Linked DNA regions of Pan troglodytes: region 2 is linked to region 1. A link is a contact called in public Hi-C data. All regions are on one chromosome and are shown on one strand. The core of a region is the stretch at or near the end of the contact, and the rest is flanking DNA. Distances in the headings are between cores, read along the strand shown.

What was found. A called contact is a pair of places that touch in the nucleus more often than the background predicts.
Region 2: a Hi-C map of stem cell-derived neural progenitor cells shows a contact between it and region 1, with 2.4 times the contacts expected there. The contact joins the promoter of EPHA4 here to the enhancer-like site in region 1. A contact is called at or near these places in 1 of 7 Hi-C or Micro-C datasets (stem cell-derived neural progenitor cells) and 1 of 1 datasets of contacts at active chromatin or transcription factors (stem cell-derived excitatory neurons).

What each region holds. Positions count from the first base shown.
Region 1 is chr13:123,672,934-123,678,947 of NHGRI_mPanTro3-v2.0_pri, forward strand. EPHA4 (EPH receptor A4) reads right to left here. Exons shown (of 19, transcript XM_009444396.5): 16 at 6,007-6,014; 17 at 2,512-2,667; 18 at 1,253-2,185. The coding sequence ends at 2,071. Among named protein-coding and RNA genes, the nearest start is that of EPHA4, 150 kb to the right of the region's middle. Within about 2 kb of position 3,233, at least 6 of the 24 cell types and tissues checked have an H3K27ac peak or open chromatin away from gene starts, as enhancers often do. A contact at or near this core is called in stem cell-derived neural progenitor cells, where this site is marked.
Region 2 is chr13:123,819,371-123,825,384 of NHGRI_mPanTro3-v2.0_pri, forward strand. It overlaps EPHA4 (EPH receptor A4), which reads right to left and starts at 3,637. Exons shown (of 19, transcript XM_009444396.5): 1 at 3,461-3,637; 2 at 1,653-1,776. The coding sequence starts at 1,743.

The DNA of each region.
Region 1 (6,014 bases), core at 1,983-4,482:
TACAAAAATTAGCCAGGCCTGGGTGGTGGGTGCCTGTAATCCCAGCTACTTGGGAGGCTGAGGCAGAATTGCTTGAGCCCAGGAGGCCAAGGTTGCAGTGAGCCAAGATTGCACCACTGCACTCCAGCCTGGGCAACAGAGTGAGACTTTGTCTCAAATAGTAATAATCATAATAATAATAATTTTTTTTTTTTTACCAAGCAAGCAAAAGAAACAAAAAAGTCCTACATTTGTCAGCTTTTAACATGAATATCCAGAACTCCTAGACTTCTGCAAAAGTGGTGATAAAACAAAGATTGTTGGAGTAGTTTTAAAAACAAATTTCACATTCCTTCTGAACAGAAAAGCTTTTACAACTTATGTTGCAAAAAAGGTTTTTACTAAACTGTCATGATTTGACAGCATCAAATTTAACATTCCTTGCTCTATAAGAAATAGCTTTCAGGATACAACCAAGGGGAAAGAAAGGTCGTTAAAATCAGCAACTCTTGTTTAAAAGTGATAAAAATGAAATAACTCAAAAAAAAAAAAAAGAATGAAAAGTTAAAATGTGTCCAGTCCAAAGTTATGTCCTTTGTTTCTAGGAATGAACAAACTCAATGCTGGTATATAAAAACAGAAGCATTGAAAGCTAATAGGTTTATGGATGAGCAGTGCATTTTTCAGTAGTTCAACTTTCTGATCATGAGGAAGCCGAGGCGAGTTCCAAGTCTCACCACTGGCATCTTGGTAAATCCTCTTTGGCCCTGTTTGGGGATGGAGTTTCCTGGAGCAGGACAGAAAATGAGGCTAATGGAAAAGTCTCGCCAGTACTTCTCCAATGAGGTAAACTCTCCAAAGGACGGGACCCATGACCTAACAAGGTTAGAGAGAAAGCCTCCTGTGCTTGCTGCCTGGTGCCCAGAAGATAATAAATACGTGTACCATGAATGAATGGCACCAAAGGACAGGAGGAGCCCTTCGTGATGGAAAGCACACAGTCAACAGCCAGTGAGCATCTAGGACCATCCCTCAGAGCCTGACCTCATCTGGTTCATATGTCACTTCTCCCTGGAAGAATAGCAGGGAAACCACACTGTGTTTGGTCTCCTCTTTCACTGTCAAAAAAGGACTGAAATCCTGAAAAACATCAACACAACCTGAGAGACACGAGAGAGTATTTTTCTGTTTTCAGTATTTCGAATGAGATCAAGTTTAAAACACAAAAGGAGTTTTCACTGGAGAAAAATTCATTCTTGGTTGTTGGACTTACCTTGCAGATCTGGGGTCGCTTCTTTAAAGGAGCGAAGTATGAACGTTCTCTATTCCAGATTGTCACAGCCCACTATCCACAAGATAGTTAGGACAAGTTTGTAAAGTCCCAAAATAAGACTTTATATGGCACAGCCTCAGGCCCAAAGAAACAGACCTCATTTGTCCAGTTAGGGGTTATGGGGCTTGGGTTACGTATATATATATTTTAAATCCACTTTCCCTTTCTTTCCAGGCCCCCTGTGTCATAGGAATCCACCAGGCGGCTTGAGCACTGAAGAGGCAACACTAATGAGCCACGTCGCTTTCTCCTAGGATTTTTTTTTCCCCCATGGTATGAACCAAGCCCTAAAAGCCACAGCTGAGTCCTTAAAAAATGTTCCTAGGCATGGTCTTCATTCCAGTGAAAGACAGATGACTGTAATTTATGCCACAAACAAAATACAATGGTTGTAATTCCAAATGGAGAGAGAATCAGGGATGTCTCAGAAGCTCAGTGTCCGGCAGCAAATACAGCATCAAAACTCAGAGGCAGTGTTCTATTTCTATAGGTACATGTATTTTACAGACTGGTGATGAACAGAAAAGTACTTCTGAGAAACGATTTGTTCCAGGTCTCATTCAAATGACCGGCAGTCATTTCTGTAAGCCCCACAGTTTCAGCAATCTGTACACCAAGCAACGCTGCAGATATTGTTTTTTTTTTCATTTCTTTAATTTCAGAGGGCGAAGACGAAGTAAAAAAAGTGCAGTTCTTCAATTAAAGTGCATGGATGAGGTAAACTAATTTCAAGAGTTTTGAGTTTATTCAGTACTGGCTCAGACGGGAACCATTCTGCCGTGCATCTGCTGCATTTGGGTTCGCATTGCCTGGACACTGCTCAAAATCTTATTCTGGTGCGTGATGGCTGTGATACCAATTCTTGCCAGGTCCCTGTACATAGGGCGACAAAAAAGGGACAGAAGAAGTCACGGGGACTGACAATCTCTTTTCTTGGGCTTCATGCAGACACACGTTTGAATCAGCCACAATTAATACAGCACAACAAGGCAGGTGTATTAAAATGTTTCATTAAGCAATTTAATGCAAGAATGTAGATACTTTATAGAGGCTGTGTAAAATTATACTCAATCAAAATGAGAGGCATTCCAGATTTTTTTTTTTTTAATGAGTAGGATGATTACGCAGCTCAAAGCAAAAAAAAGAAAATACTATTAAATCTAGATTTACCCTTTCGTGTTACATCGTTGAGTACTTACTCCTGGTTCACGTGCACCACAGCCTCTAGTGTGGTATAACCAGCAGCTGTGAAGTTATCCTTATACCGGTCCATTTTAATGGCCTGGAGCCAATCGCCCACGGATACCACAGCAGAGAATTCAGGGGAGCTTGGATCCAACAAGGCAGTGTTAGGTCTAGAAAGAGAACAAGAAAATATAAGCAGAACGGAGCTACCAGTGAGACAAGAAGACTCAGAAATCTGATTGCCTCAAATAGGCAAGGAGAACCGAAAAGCTAAGAGAAGGTTTTAAATGGAACAATTGTTGTTAAATGTAACCATGCAATATTTTGCTCTTAACTTCACAAAGCTGCTAAAGCATGTATCAATCATCCTATTTTTTCTTAATTCTATTTCCTGCGCTTGTTTTATGTGGCCCTCTGAGGGCATTCATGCTCATAGCAGGTCTTTTAACACCCTAGCCTGGGGTGAAGACTGGGAGAGTCCTCATGGCCGAAACCTGTTCAATCTTTGCAGAAAGAGTCCAGTCCCTGCCAGTACTGAATATTACAGACTTTCGTTCAGCAACTATGGAAACCCTAGTGAAGGATGAGTAAGGAAAACTGCGAGCTTGCCACCTGCCAGACTGGATTGAAGCAGAGAAAACAGCAAGAATTCAAGTCCAGCATGCTTCCAGCCTAGTCTGCAGGCAGGCTTGGGGCATTCAAACAAACTTGGGACAGCAGGGAGTTAATCCCCTCTTTAATCAACCCATGCCTGACCAGCACGAGTGCCAAGGCTGGCAGAAGAATGGCCACTTTGATCACTGTTTGGATTGTGGAATGTGCTTCTCGTATTCCCTTGCTGGGGTTCCTGAATAATGATTTCAACAAATTCAAAGCACTTCTTATTAACTTATTTATTAGTTTACTCATTTCTTAGGCCAGGTGTTTTCTATTAGGTCACTGTCACAAGCAATTACAGGCTGGAATTCTGCCTTTCCTAATGATATTGACATATAAAAAATCATTTACTAATAAAAACTATTAAGCGAATTATAGTTAGTTATCTTCATCACCCAATTGCTGAATAACCATAGAGTAGGCCTTCATGGGGGTATTTTATACTACCTTTACTTATAATAACCTGTAGAAAAATACTGCTACTTGTTAAGTCATAGTTTTTGAACTTCTGTTTTTCCTAAAAATTACAGAATGTGTTTGATCTTAACATTTTGACCTGATTTTCAACATGATACTATGTTTAAGTACAAACATTTAAATCACAATTATATCATTACTACTAAATTTTCAACCAAAAAACTCTTTCCTTGTAAAAACAAAATTAAGTCGATATAATGCTTTAATTTTCTACATAGCAGAATTAATCCAATTCAATTTTTAAATTTTTCATTTTTATCTAAATTGACTTGATTTGTATTATTTCTTGTTTATATAAATATTTTGACAAAGATTTGTTTTATCAGTCAGTTTCGTGTCCAAATAATACCTTGCCATTGTAACCTTTCTTTTGTGTCCATTATTTCAATATAAGTTTGATTTTCTAAGTACAATTCTGTAAATGTTTACAGCAAAAATAATCAAGATATAATTATTCTTTCAATTTTGAGTCAACAACAAATGTTACCACATAGAATTTTGGACATTTAATTGAGTGCGGATATATAGCAATAATATTTGTTATTAGACAAAAGCCAATAGTTTGCATTTACTTCTGACTTTAAGCCAAAAGCATTAATGAGGAAGATGTAGGCTCTGAGCACCGACAAGGTCAATATGACCTTACAACGAAAATATCTTCACTCGATGTCAATTAACTTTAAGGGTGGTTCTTCAGCTTGTTCTGGAAGCCTCTGTGCTCTTGGTGGCACACCATGATGTTAGCCTAATTTTGTGCTGAATCACATACCATGTTATACTACATCTCATTATAGGTAAGCCATAATAAGCTTCAAAGCTATTTAAGTACCATCAGCAAAAAGAATTTAGAACTGATAATAGTGTATCTAATACCTCAACTTGTTCTGTACCTTGGGGCAAAGCAGATGCTATGTGATAGTAGTGGTTGAATGACTTATGCTAACAGAAGAAGTACCAAACACCAAAAAACTGGCCTTGAATGGACCCTCAGACAAAATACATGGGCTCTGGTGCTGAAGATCTAAAAGGTGGAAGAGAAGTCAGCTAGATCTGGAAAGGAGGCCTTATAGTCATCTATTTCACCCTCTTGGAGAACAGAAGAACAAGAAATAGCCTCACAATAGTAGGAGACTTTTTTATTTTTTTTAGTTCACATAGTGACCAAGTGGCAGAGGTGAAATGTTAATTCAGCCCTTTTCAGTGTTATTTGAAAAGAGCTGGACAGACCATTGAGCATTTTGTGTAGTTGCTAATGACAGGGATTTGAAAACCTGGCGGAGAATATAGGGTATCTCTACTATCTATTCCACAGTTCTCTTTTTTTTCATGTAATGTGTTTTCCTTCTTTTCTAGAATCTTTAGTCTAAGTTTTCAGGAGAAAGATGAGAGGAGAACACCACAGGGCCTGCAAAGACTGGAAGGGCTTAAATATTGTGGGAGAAAATGTCCTCCTATTGTTAACACAGGATCATGATGAAACAGAAACCTGTGAGAAGCTCAGACTTGGAGATGAGTGAGTGTCTCACCTCTCGCAGGCCTGAGTCACCTGGTCTATTATGCCTGTATTCTAAAATAATTTAACTGATAAAGATGGTCTACACCCTTTCAGATGAGACTACTGATATGTAGGTATCCTGAATCTTATACCAGTAAAGTCCATTCTCCCTGTAGAAAGTTCTCACTGAACTTGTAGGACTTATAGTATCTTTATGTTCTCTACAGACTGATATACTTCTTCATTTTGCTCATTCCAAGAAAATAACTACCTCTTTCAGGTGGTCCAATCATTTTGGTCTTTAAAATCCTTCACAAACGTTCATCTGCATGCTTTATAACTCAATCATTTCCTGTCTTGGCCCTGTTTCCTCCTACTCTGAAAGACTCAGAAAAGGGAAACCAGAAGAACTGAAACCTAATGAATCTCTTTCTTACAATTAACATTTTATAAATCAACTTAAAATTGCCGTGCTTAAAGACCTGTTTTCTAATCCTTATTTCTTACTATTCCAATGTTCCTGCCCCATTTCAAAATACAGCACCTACTGATCTGAACGTCTTCTAAAAGTACATTTCACCCCTCTTCCTAAATTTCAGGCCTGGCATCCTAAAATAGGCACTTCAGTTATTTCTTTCCTACTATTATTATTTTTTAAAGTTTTTTCCTTATAACTATTTGATGCCTGACAGGTATTAGTTATTCAAAATGCTGAATAGAACTACCTGAAATACTCTACTAATTGAGAAAGAAGCCACCCAGGTTGCAGAGAGCCATGAAGTGGCCTCTGATGAAAAGGCAGGAATTTAAGTGAGTCACCACTTGCCTGCCTCCTCTAATGTGTTCTTTCATACATCACTATTAAGTAAGCATGGCTGACCTGGAGCT
Region 2 (6,014 bases), core at 2,387-4,886, 150 kb after region 1:
GTCGGAAGGAGAGGGGAGATCCAGAGGGCGAGAGAGCGCCCCTTTCCTCCCAAGCGATGTCTGTGGGCAGGTGTATAAATCTCTCAGAGCCTCCGTCTGGAGAGCTCCGGGTACCGGCTGCCCAGCCAAGGCTAAGTTGGTTTTTGGCTCCCTCCTTCGGAACAGAGAAAACGATAGATTGCACAGGGATGGATTGACGGATGTCTGGAGAGATGGAAAGATGAACGGATGGATGGATGGGTGGATGGATGGATAGATGAATGGGTGGATGGATGGAGGGATGGATGGATGGACGGACGGACGGACAGATATATGGATGGATGCATTATGGATGGATGCATGGACGGACGGACGGATGCACGGAGAGATGGATGGATGCATGGATGGATGGATAGACGGATGGACGGACGGACAGATAGATGGATGCCGGAAAGGAGAAGAATGAGAGACGGATGTGAGACTAGATGCACGCAGGCCGGAGCACCAGCATACGCTGGAACAGAGCACGAGCATACACTCGAACACACGCGCACACACTCAGGACATCTGCGCACAGACATACAATCCTCCGCGTCCGCTTCCACGCAGGCATTCGCGCACCTACATACACGCAGTTGCACGCGCGCGCACACACACACAGGCACACACACGCAGACATGCACACACACGCAGACATGCACAGACATGCACACACACAACACATGCAGACATGCACACACACGCAGACATGCACACACACACCACACACACACACACACACACAAATTCGCCTCTCCCTGGGTTTCTCAGAAACTAAATGATCACCGCCCCCCCGCCCCGCCCCACCTCCCGACACAGACACACAGGCACATATAATCCTCCCAGCACGTCCGAACGGATGCACAGAAAACTGAGCACCCAGACGGGTCCCGTCGATCCCGCACGTTAGCTCTAAACTGTGTGCAATTCTGGGGCGAAAAGCTAAAACTCGACTGCGTTCAACTTGCCGGCGGGTTCCCCAAGTCTGCGGGGCGAAGAGCTCGGGCCCCTCAGGCCCGCAATCGCACCCTCGGGGCGCTGGGCTTGGCGAGGAGAAAGGTGTCTGACTCCGGGTGCTAGAAATCAGGTCACTGGCGCCTGACGAGCGGCGCCACGACCGCTGCGCTGCGGAGCAGGCCCCGCAGCCCGGTCCCGAGAAACGCAGGGCTCGGGAAACTTTGCAGAAACCAGAGCTCGAAAGGCTTTCGCTAGAATCCGGGAGCACCAAGCTTTCACTGTGCTCCAGGCTGCGTTTTCCCCTCGCCCCGGGCTGGCTCAGGAGAGGACGTGGTTCTTGTAATTTTTTTTTTTTTTTTTAAATCCCGGCGTTGTCTCCCGTGCATCCCCTCAGGGCGCCTCGAGCGGGCCTCTCTGGCGGATGCTGATAAACTTTGGCCTTTGGTTACAAACTTGGACAGACCCGCCGCGTGCACGGGTCACCGCCTCGGGGCAGGCTGTCCGGCGGTTCCCCGCTGCCCCTTCGCCGATCTCCTCGCCTCAGCCCCCTTCTCCCGAATCGGGACGCACTTCACACTGGGCTCCCCCCGCACCACCTGGCCCTGCGCTCCTGAGGACCCCTCACCCGCGATGGCCCCTCGCCGTCCCCGACCACAGAAAGGCCGTCCCGCTCTTACCTTCATTCGCGGGGTACACCCTGGAACCTGTGACAGCGTCGCAAATCCCGAAGAGACACGAAAATAGGGCGAAATAGAAAATCCCAGCCATGGTTCGCCGGTGCCAACGCTGCTCTTGCCGCTTCTATCCCAGTGGAATAAATGCTTAAGTTAGGAGAGCAGCGGGCTGAAGACATTGCCAAGGGGGCGGGCCCGGCCGGTGACGTGAGCCCGCCAGTCCGCGGCCCGCGGCCAATGGCGGCGCAGACAGGGCGGCCGAGGCCCCGCCTTCACCGCGCAGGGCCCGCCCCAGGGTTCCGCCCCCTCCGGGCTCCACCGGGCGCCCGGTCTCCCGGGGCTCGAGGGGGCGAGCACGGCCGGGTCCCCGCCCCCGCCTGCCGGAGGGAGCCAGCGGGATCCCCCATGTTACCTCGAAGGTCGAGCCCCTGGACAGCGGAGGGACCTTCGAAAAGCTCGGAATTGACCGAGGGGAGCCAGAGAAGAGGTTGGCAACCTTTTCTCCCACCACGGGCGGTTTAAGATGGAGGAAAACGCTCTTTTACTGAAATAAAAGAAGTCTAAGCTGACCTGCGGTTGCTTCTTTAGGAGGGTCGACGTGTCTGCGTCCAGCGCGCCCGGGCTGAGCTGCAGACGCGCGCCTGCCACCGCCACCCTCTGCCACCTTGCCCTGTTTTGTCTTTATGGCGCTTCCCCCTCTGAAATACTCTTTGCGGGGAGTTTTGTGGCTCTATCACTCGCTTCTTCCCTGGCTCCCCAGATGCCTGGAGAGCGGGGACCTACTTGGTCCCCAACGTCCAGCCCGCAGCAGGGCTCCGTCACTGTCTCCAGAGACTGAACGAATGACTTTCTAGCACTAAGGAAGTCCCCGCTGGCCCCGTCACCCTGCACACGCCGTGGACCTCGCCCAGGGCCCAGGACGCCCCGAGATGGCCTTGGGCTGCAGGGAACCAGTTGTGGATTTCCCGGGGGCAGGGTTGGGGCGAGTCCCTGGAACCGGGCCTAGCCCGTCCGGGAGCGGTGGGGTAGAAGTGAAAGGCTTAAGTGTGGGTGCGGGGATTTGCAGCCGCACAGACAAGGCGGACTGGGACTGGGAAGCTGCCCGGAGCGGCTGCTGCGACTCTCCGCTCCGACCTAGCCGGGGCAGCCCTCCCTGCCCCGGGAGAAGACGGCGAGCAGGAGGACCCGCAGAGCCCCGCCCGGCTGCTCCGGCCCCGGGGGCACTGGCACCATCGGGCTGTGGTCTTTTCCCGATGCCCGAGCCGTGGACGCGGCCACCTAAGAGCGGTCCGGCGAAGGCAGCGCAGCCGGTGTCCCAGGGACCGGTCCCCAACGCCACTCGGTGCATTTCCCCAGGCGCTGGCAGGAGCACTGATTCCTAGCAATGAGGCCTCCCTTCCCCTTCCCAGGCCTCCCCTCCTCTGACTTCCTCCAGAACAGGGCCGAGTTTTCCTGGGGAGCCTGGGTCCCGGCGGCCGGGCGGCCGCTGGGAGGTGGAGGAGCCTCTCCAGCCCCGGCCGCAGCTCATCGTGAGCCAACCGCGCCACCTGCCGGCAAGATGCGGGAGTGTGCGGCCCCGGAGGAAGGGCGAGCGGACAAAGACCGCAACCCGCAATCCGCAACCCCGCAGAGAGGTGGTGCGTGCGTTTGGGCGAGCTTTTCAGCCACCGCCAAGTCTCGTGCACTAGGGCTACTCCTACCGTGGGGCTGCGGACAGCGCTCGAGAGGTCCTGGAGTCTGTCGTGACTCTCGCCTGCTGGATTTCAAAAGATGGAATCGGAAAGCGTTTCAAGGAGAAACTCCTAACAAACCTTCCGGGGGTTGCCTGAGTGGCTGCTCTCGGAAAAGCGGATCCTAAATAAAGCGGGAGGGTTGTAGGGCGACGTCGAGGAGAGGACAGGTCTCGAGTCACTGCTACAGTTTCAGGTCACTGGGCTCCGCAGCAGATCGTGTTTTCTCCCGTGGCTCGAGAGCTGCGCTGGTTTCTCATGCAAACTCAGAGCCGAGCTAATGACATGAGCAACTTTTACTTTTACACAAGATGAGCACGCGTGCCGAGGCGCTGGGCGGCGGCTGTGTGAGTTGGTGGCCCAGACGAACAGCTTGTGCGAGACTCTGGGCATTTCGGTTTCTAGATACAAGATTTGCTTAAATGTCACAGTCCAAAGAAGTGGAATTCAGTTATTGTAGCTACTGATTGCACACAAGTAAAAAGGGAAAAAATATGTACTCGGGGGATATATGTATGTGTGTGTGCGTGCATAAATTATTTAAAATAACTGCACTAAATCCCTTTAAGAAATGCATTTCTGGGTTCTTTCATGTGTCTTTCTGAGTTTTACAGAAAAAGAAGACGAATATTGGTCCCTGTCATTTGGCACACAGATTCAAAAGAGAAAAGAGCAATCCGAATTCTTTGAAATCTTTTTAAACAATAGATGCTGGCTGCCTCTCTGCAGGAGCTTGAGTGTTGCATATATCTATCTGTGTTTGAAATGGGAAACTGACTGCCTGCATTGTTATAAACAGTAAAATTTCTAAAACATGTACCATTTTTTTCCCCAGGATATGCACATTGAATATTAAACAAAGTCTTTCCAGACACAGCTGCCTGAAAGCAAGGCATCATTTGCTAGAGCACATTCACTGACTTCCCCTTTTTTCTTCCTATGTTTTAGTTCAGGACCCAAGGCAGCCCGATAATCAGGAGAACCAAGAAGCAGGAAATGCTAACTTGGAAAAACTGAACTATAACTTCCTCTTTAAATCATTTCTGGGTTGCAGAACAGAAATGAGCTGCTGAAAATTCCTCTGTCCATTGTGACTACCTAGAACAAAGGTGTTCTAACCTAGGAGATATGATTCCTTGAAGAGTAAGGCAAAATTTTTAAAATGACGGTGGCCTTTGTCTACCATCAATGCAGAAAACCACCCACATTATGGGAAGACAACCTGGAGTTTTCAAATGTTGGAGACTGTTTACGACACATCAACGGAGTCATAAGGATACAATGGAATATCATACCTTTAAAAAAGTACCTAAAATCACCTAATTTTAAAATAAAATTGCTTTACTCTTGAGTAAGACAAGTCTTACTACAGTAAAAATTTGGGGTTATTTTGAATCCACTAAGAAACATGTCAAAACATATCTGCTTACACACTTAATGAAAATAGTAATTGAATAATCTGAAAACAATGATATACTTTTTTTATACAGTGCCTACCACAAACGTTTGAGCTATGAAGTACCTTGCAAATGCTGAATTGAATTAAGATTGAATTCCAAAGGTGTTTTTAATCCGTAAAAGACGTTTGTAAATAGCACCAAGCATCCCAGGGTTTCCACCTGTATGTGGAGGGCCAATTTCACCAAAGTAAAGAGAAAGGAGCCTTTGACCCGTAGACAAATAATGATAAGGAGGGTGTATGAAAGACTGGAGAGACAGAGAGAATAAGAAGATGAATCCACTCTGCTTTTTCTAGGCATCCTGGTGGATTTTTTGTGAAAAAAATGGAACCTGCCCATAGTGCTCCAATGACTCCCTGAGTTCTCTTTTAGAGAACCAGAACTTTCAGTTCAGACAACCCCAATTTGATACTTTAGCTGGGCTTTTTCTAGCTGTGTGTCTTTAAGTTCCTTGACCTCTCTGAGATATGGTTTTCTCATCTATAAATTGTAGATAGTTAACATTATATGGTTCTTCTAAATACTGAATGAATGTTATAGAGCTTCTGGTATAGTACCTGGCGTGTGTTAGCCAGCTGTTATTAGTCATTTTTATTTTTATTTTTATTTTATGAGACAGGGTCTCACTCAGGTCACCCAGGCTGGATTGCAGTGGTGTGATCATGGCTCACCACAGCCTCACCCTCCCCAGGCTCACGTGATACTCTCACCTCAGCCTCCCGGATACCTAGAACTACAGATGTGTGCCACCACACCTGGCTAATTTTTTGTATTTTTAGTAGAGATGGGGTTTCACCATGTTGCCCAGGCTGGTCTCAAAATCCTGGGCTCAAGCAATCCTCCTGCCTCATCCTCCTAAAGTGCTGAGATTATAGTCATGAGCCACCATGCCTGGCTATTGTTTCTGTAAAATAATATTTAATTAATAAGCATTCACATTTTGAAATGAGAAATCATTTGTTCAGCTTGAATTGTTCCTTCCAGAAGGAAACTAAGCACTGTGATTTACCTTTCGTGCTCCGTGAGAAAAAAAGATGCTTTATTTTATCAACTCCTAGAGTAGGGAAGGGAAATAAATTCTAAATTCTTCTCTTCTTTTATTGTTGATTTATGACAGCTGACATCCAACTTTTATATTCCTAGGTAATTCCACTGGATTTGGACCTAGAGGCTAT